2 separate regions of the Mus musculus genome follow, and region 2 is linked to region 1. A link is a contact called in public Hi-C data. All regions are on one chromosome and are shown on one strand. Each heading gives the region's core, a stretch centred on a gene start, on an enhancer-like site or on the middle of the called end of the contact. The rest is flanking DNA. Distances are from core to core; before and after follow the strand shown. Region 1 has its middle 12 kb from the start of Gm36862. Region 2 has its middle 13 kb from the start of Gm29864.

Region 1 (3,240 bases), core at 342-2,841:
ACCCCCAGAGTACATCTGATCTCATCTGCCTGCCAGCCTGCCTTCACAAGAGTCCGGTTAAGCCATTTTAGCCAGAAGCCCTCAATCCTGATGTTTCCCCTAGTAATTTCCCCTCACCGACCTTGCTGTCATCTTGGCTATAAATCCTTGCCTTTCTATTTATTTATGTTTACCCCCGCCCCCCAATATGTGTGTGTGTGTGTGTGTGTAGGTAGATAGGTAATATGACCCTTAGAGACAGGAAGAGGGTGTAAAATCTACCCAATGCTGCAAAGTCTCATTATTGTTAAGCTGGATTTTTTAGTATTTGTGAAATATGTCCCACGTGGGTGTTAGAAACTGACCTCAGATCCTCTAGAATCCTTATTACCTCTTACTCACTGAGCCATCTCTCCAGCCCCTCTTTTCTTTTTTTCTTCCATTTATGTGTGTGTGTGTGCGCGCGCGCACATTACCCCCCACCCCCCCAAACCTGTGCATGCAGCTTATGCAGTTGCTCATAGAGGTCAGAGGAGGGCGCTGGATCTCCTGGAGCTGGAGTTACAGCAGGTGGATGTGACCTACCTAACATGGATGCTACGGAAACAAAATCCATTCTTCTGCAAGAACACAAAACACTTTTTTTTTCTTTTTAAAGATTTATTTATTTTATGTATGTGAGTACACTGTAGCTGTACAGATGGTTGTCGGGAACTGAATTTTTAGGACCTCTGCTCACTCCAGTCTGCCCTGTTTGCTCAGTCCCTGCTTGCTCCGGCCCAAAAATTTATTTATTTTATACATAAGTACACTGTAGCTGTCTTCAGACACACCAGAAGGGGGCATCAGATCTCACCACCATGTGGTTGCTGGGATTTGAACTCAGGACCTTCGGAAGAGCAGTCAGTGTTCTTACCCACTGAGCCATCTTGCCAGCTCCCATGAAACACTTTTTAAAAATAGATTTACTTATTTTATGTATATGAGTACACTGTCATTGTCTTCAGACACACTATTAGAGGGCATCAGATCCCATTACAAATGGTTGTGAGCCACTGTGTAGTTGCTGGGAATTGAACTCAGGAAGAGCAGCCAGTGCTCTTAACCATTGAACCACCTCTCCAGCCCCCACAAAACACTCGTAAAACACTGACCCTCCTATTCAGCTCCAAATCCCTACTTTTCCTTATCTTGTTCTGGACTAAGCCCAGTCTACCTACTGCTACAAAGTCCCATTACTGCGACCCCATGCCACGGACCACCCAGCCGGGTATGGGCGGTCCCTGGGATGTGGGTTCTCGAGGCCAGGTGGGTAAGGATTTGGATGCTCTAAGTCTCTTGAATCTTGTTCTCCAGCACACGGGGCAACTTCTACTGGGCTGCACCTGCTTTCTAGCCGATCTGAAAACATCTGAGCAACATGCTTCCTCTCGCTGCTCTGAGGGTCAGCGTCTTCTGTCTTAGAAGGTCCTCTGCAGCCCCGCCCTCAGGCATAACTTTGCTGGCAGACATAGGTGTTCCAAATCTTTGAGAATGACTTCACAAGCCTCTCGATTCTAGAAAACCCAGTGTCAGACACTATTTTGTCAACTTCCTTTGGTGTCTCTGGAGCTGCCGTGTGGGCTTGCGCTTCCTGCCGCAGCCTGTCTTTCATTGTGTTCTTTATGGTGTCAAGGCGACTCCTAGCTGCCACTCGTCATAGGAATAAAACCCTTATCATCTGTATTAAGGCGATTAATGGCAAATAAAGCATGGCTTAATAGTTGATGAGGTGAATAATAATGACCACTAGACTTTAATCTCTGAAGTTGTACCTTAAGATTTTGATGAGTCCTGGCCAGGCAGTGATGACGCATGCCTTTAATCCCAGCATTTGGGAGGCAGAGGCAGGTGGATTTCTGAGTTCTAGGCCAGCCTGGTCTACAGAGTGAGTTCCAGGACAGCCAGGACTACACAGAGAAACTCTGTCTCGAAAAAACAAAAACAAAACAACAACAACAACAAAAAGATTTTGATGAGTCCTTTCTATAGTAGCCTGACCTTGGGGGTTATATGGAATTCCATGTACATAGGCCAATTTTCCAAATTTTGGGACATGAGTTATGTCCATTTGCCACAGAACTTGAGGTTTAAGGCCCCTTGGGCTAACTTCCATTTTTTCCCCCCCAAGACAGGGTTTCTCCGTATAGCCCTAGCTGTCCTGGAACTCACTTTGTAGACCCAGTTTGCCTCGAACTCAGAAATCCACCTGCCTCTGCCTCCCAAATGCTGGGATTAAAGGTGTGCGCCACCATCACCCAGCTTAACTTCCATTTTTAATGAGTGATATACATCAGGACAATGTTTGCAATCCTTCACAATTTGTCTAGCCTGTTCTCATGTCAAATCCTTCTCAAGGCCAATGCATTCTGATGATGTAAAGCATGACTTTCCAATGCTTGTTCAGCCATACTAGCAGTCACCTGTTCCTTCGTTAATAAATCTGCCATAGAATCTCCTGAAGCCAATAGACCTGGCAGGTCAGTATGTCCTCTGATATGTCCTATAAAAATTTGTCTTTTTCTTGATTGAATTATATTTTGCAGCAGAAGCAAGAGTGATATAATTTTTGAACTCCCAGATATAAGAGCTGTCTCTATATCAGGAAATAAATGAACTACATATTTTGAATTTGTATAAAGATCGAACTCTTCAGGTATGTGGTCGAGGGCAGTAATAACTGCAATAATGCCGGGCGTGGTGGCGCACGCCTTTAATCCCAGCACTTGGGAGGCAGAGGCAGGCAGATTTCTGAGTTCGAGACCAGCCTGGTCTCCAAAGTGAGTTCCAGGACAGCCAGGGCTACACAGAGAAACCCTGTCTCAAAAAAGTCAAATAAATAAATAACTGCAATAATTTCTGCCTACTGTGCAGAAATTTCTTTTGCCCTTTTAATAGTTACAGGTCTATCTTTTATAGAGACAGCTGAGGTTCCATTGGATGACCCATCTGTAAATACCAAGAGGGCATCAGAAATGGGTTCCAATGCTATTTTAGAAGGAAAGATTATCTCTGTTTCTTCTACAAACTTTAATATAGGGTATTGAGGTACATGATATTTGATTTGCCCCATATAATGAGCTAATGCTATTCCACAATCATCTGCAATTGGAGTAAATACTCCAATTGTTCCTTATTATAAGGAATGATAATTTCTTGCATTTCTTTACCAAGTAATTCCCTAGATCTTAACCTCCCTTTAATAATTAATTGACTACACAT
Region 2 (3,240 bases), core at 405-2,904, 93 kb after region 1:
TAGCCTGGGGCCCCTCTGCCTTGTTTCTAAATATGTAGTGTCATTTGTAAAATAGATTTTCATAGCAAATCATAGATAAAGGACTTTCAGAAACTATTTTGGGTAACAGTAGAAATCTCTCTCTTCCTTATCTCTCCCTCCCTCCCTCCATCTCTCTCCCCTCTGTGTTCATGCATGCATACAGTGTATTCCTGTGATTGTGGTCTTTCTATGTCACATGTCACCTCTCCCCTTTACCCTTTACCCACCTGGGCCATCCTGGGATGAAGTTCCAGGTCAGCAAATGGACCCTTTCTCTGTGGATTTGCTTAGTGACTTAGAATTATCAAGAAGATTGCCTGGGTATCTGGTCTTGATTTCCTTTGCCCTCTCTTGAAAACTCTGAACGTTCTAGAAGTTTCCAATTCATATCTGGCAACTTCATGAGGAAACCCTGTAGATGCCATAGGTTCTAGAAGACCCAGAGTTACCATAGACTTCGGAATCATTGACCTGTGAACATGACCTACTCCGACCAGGGCTGGTTCCTTGGGGTCCTTTCTCATGAAGGTCAGTTATCTTTGAAAATACCCTTTCTGGATTTCTGAGAAATCTGGGTATTCCAGCTACCAGGGCTGGAGAGACAGCTCAATGATTAAGATCCGGGACTGTTCTTCCATAGGACCCAGGTTCAATTCCCAACACCCACATGGCAGCTCACAACTGTTTGTAACTTTAGTTCCAGGGGATCTAACACTCTTACACAGACATACATATAGGCAAAACATCAATGCACAATAAATAAATCTTTTTTAAAATTTGCAGAACTGTGCTCTGTCTGTATTGAAACCTTGCAGTTTCTCCTAACCTCTGTTTCCCTCCACATAAGATAGTGCACCCCTGTTGTCCCAGGCATTCAGGAGCCCAAGGACCTTATAAATCCAGGACCCTGAAGCCAGCTGGTCAGTATGGGACACCGTCTCAGACCAAAATAACAAAGCCACAATAGGCGTATGCAGTTGTGGCCAAGTGACTATAGTGATAGATTAGAAAAAAATATATATAACAATAAAGCCAATAAAATACAATGGTGTTAATACATATATCCTTGTGTGTTCAGAACATTCAGTTCTGGGGGCTGGTGAGATGTCTCAGGGAGAAAACCTGTAATCCCTGGGACCCACATGATAGGAGAGAACTGACTCCCTCAAACTGTCCTCTGACCTACACACAGGCACTATGGCACATGCATGTACACTCAAGCTCATATGCACACTCATGCTAACACACACACACACAATTTTAAAAAATGTCTATTCTGTCTAGGTGTGGTGGGGTATGTTCTTAAGAGATCGAGGTAGAAGGATCAGGAGTTTAAGGTCATTTTTGCTACATAGTGAGTTCAAGGTCAACCTGAGCCACCTGAGACCCTGGGTTTTTGTTTGTTTGTTTTGTGTGGTTGTTTTAATCACTCATAAAATACTCAGTTCCACAAACCCTATCTTGTGCTCAGTGCTATGCTGGGTACTGGGCCAGGTGTCCCAGAGGCAAGAACAAAAACCCTTCCCCCTCAACTTAACCACAGCCCAGCAGGGAGTGTGTCCCAGAGAGTGATAGGCCTGGACACCAATGGGCTTGTTCTCCCAGAGGCCTGGCTTTCCAGAAGCCCCTCCTACAGGACCACCTCTTGTCTTCTGAGGCTGAGAAGCTGCCAAGGTTCTCTGTGTGTCAGGTTACACCCATGGCTGTGCCAAACAACAGCTGTCCTTCGAGAGGCTCTCCTGGTGCAGTCCTCCACCTGCTGTGAGGTGACCTTCTGAAACTCAGGTTTCCTTAGCTGTCTCCAGATCCCGCCGGCCTTTTCTGTCTGAGGGCTGGCATGTTGCCAGGCCTTAGCTTATAAGGATGGGCCTAAAACCCTCTCTCCCTGGAGAATCGTGCAGCCAGGAGGAGAGGCAAAACTGCAAACAAATAGCGCAACAGCTTGCTCCCGAGAGCTCACAGGTCCTAGAAGGGGAAATGGAACCTGCTAACCAGAGGAGAAGGAGGAGGAGGAGGAGGAGGGGGAGGAGGAGGAGGAGGAGGAGGTAGGGCAGGCTGACAAGAGGAGCTGATGAGCCACAAGTATAACTAGGAATGAGGGGTAGCCATGCTCTTTGCAGGATGATGGCACTTGCCCCATGCTTGCCTCTGTTTGGGCTCTGGATCAATGTCCCAAGGACCCTTGGAAGGAATGTAGGAGAGTCTCCTGTCTGTGATTATTGTAATAGCGTCTGACTCTAAGATATTGAAAGATGAGTCAATCAGTGAGAACACGAGGGAGAGGCAATTTCAAATTACATTTAAAATGGGGCTGGGGAGGTAACTCAGTATTTAAGAGCACACACTGCTCTTCCGGAGGACCTGCCTTCAGTTCCCAGCACTCACATGGTTCACAGCTGCCTGTAACCTCACCCCTAGGGGATCCAACATCCTATTCTGATCTCTTTTGGCACTTGCATGCATGCCCACAAATGGGCACACATACATAGAAACTAAAAAGATGCATCGAGATTTCACAAATACTGTGCTATGTCTTGGGCAGGGATGGAAGGATGCACCTTAGAGCCAGGGAGTCAGGGACTCACTTTGTAGGCAACACAAATATATCACATAATTCCATACAACTGTTCTCCCAGTATAGCTCGATAGCGCCTCTGGGGAATCTCTCTAAGACCATTTCGGGAAGTCTGCAAGCAAAAGCCATTACAAGGAATGAAAGTTGGTTTGCTAGGATGTTTGCTAGGCACACAGGAAGTCCTGAATTCCATCTCTTATATAAGACAGGTGTGCTGCTGTATACCTGTGACCCTAGTATTTGAGAGGGTCAGAAGGTCAAGGCCATTCTCCTCTACATAGTTAGATAGAAGTCAGACTAGGGTACATGAGACCCTGTTGAAAAACAAAATGATTCTTTCTTATTAAAAATATGATTTATTTTTATTTTATGTTTATTAGTGGTTTGCATACTTCTGTGTCTGCGTGAGGGTGTTGGATCCCCTGGAACTGGAGTTATAAACAGTTGTAAGCTGCCAGTGGAGGCTGGGAATTGAACTCAGGTCCTTTGGAAGAGTAGTAGTCAGTGCTCTTAACTGCTGAGCCATCTCTCCATCTCCCCAAACCATTTCTGTAATACTGCTAAGGCCTTGTTAGTGTGGTAGTCTCTTCTCACAGGTGCAGAAAGGCTTACTAGGCCTGTGCAGTAATCAAACGCAGAAGCGA

What was found. A called contact is a pair of places that touch in the nucleus more often than the background predicts.
Region 2: a Hi-C map of the P5424 cell line shows a contact between it and region 1, with 3 times the contacts expected there. The contact joins two enhancer-like sites. A contact is called at or near these places in 1 of 15 datasets of contacts at CTCF or cohesin (the NIH/3T3 cell line), 67 of 484 Hi-C or Micro-C datasets (B cells, the BV-2 cell line, the Ba/F3 cell line and 43 more), 12 of 115 datasets of contacts at active chromatin or transcription factors (bone marrow-derived dendritic cells, embryonic hindbrain, embryonic stem cells and 2 more) and 1 of 9 other capture datasets (embryonic stem cells).

What each region holds. Positions count from the first base shown.
Region 1 is chr12:17,567,175-17,570,414 of GRCm38.p6, forward strand. No RefSeq gene overlaps it. Among named protein-coding and RNA genes, the nearest start is that of Gm36862, 12 kb to the left of the region's middle. Within about 2 kb of position 1,592, at least 26 of the 459 cell types and tissues checked have an H3K27ac peak or open chromatin away from gene starts, as enhancers often do. A contact at or near this core is called in the P5424 cell line, where this site is marked.
Region 2 is chr12:17,659,982-17,663,221 of GRCm38.p6, forward strand. No RefSeq gene overlaps it. Among named protein-coding and RNA genes, the nearest start is that of Gm29864, 13 kb to the right of the region's middle. Within about 2 kb of position 1,655, at least 37 of the 459 cell types and tissues checked have an H3K27ac peak or open chromatin away from gene starts, as enhancers often do. A contact at or near this core is called in the P5424 cell line, where this site is marked.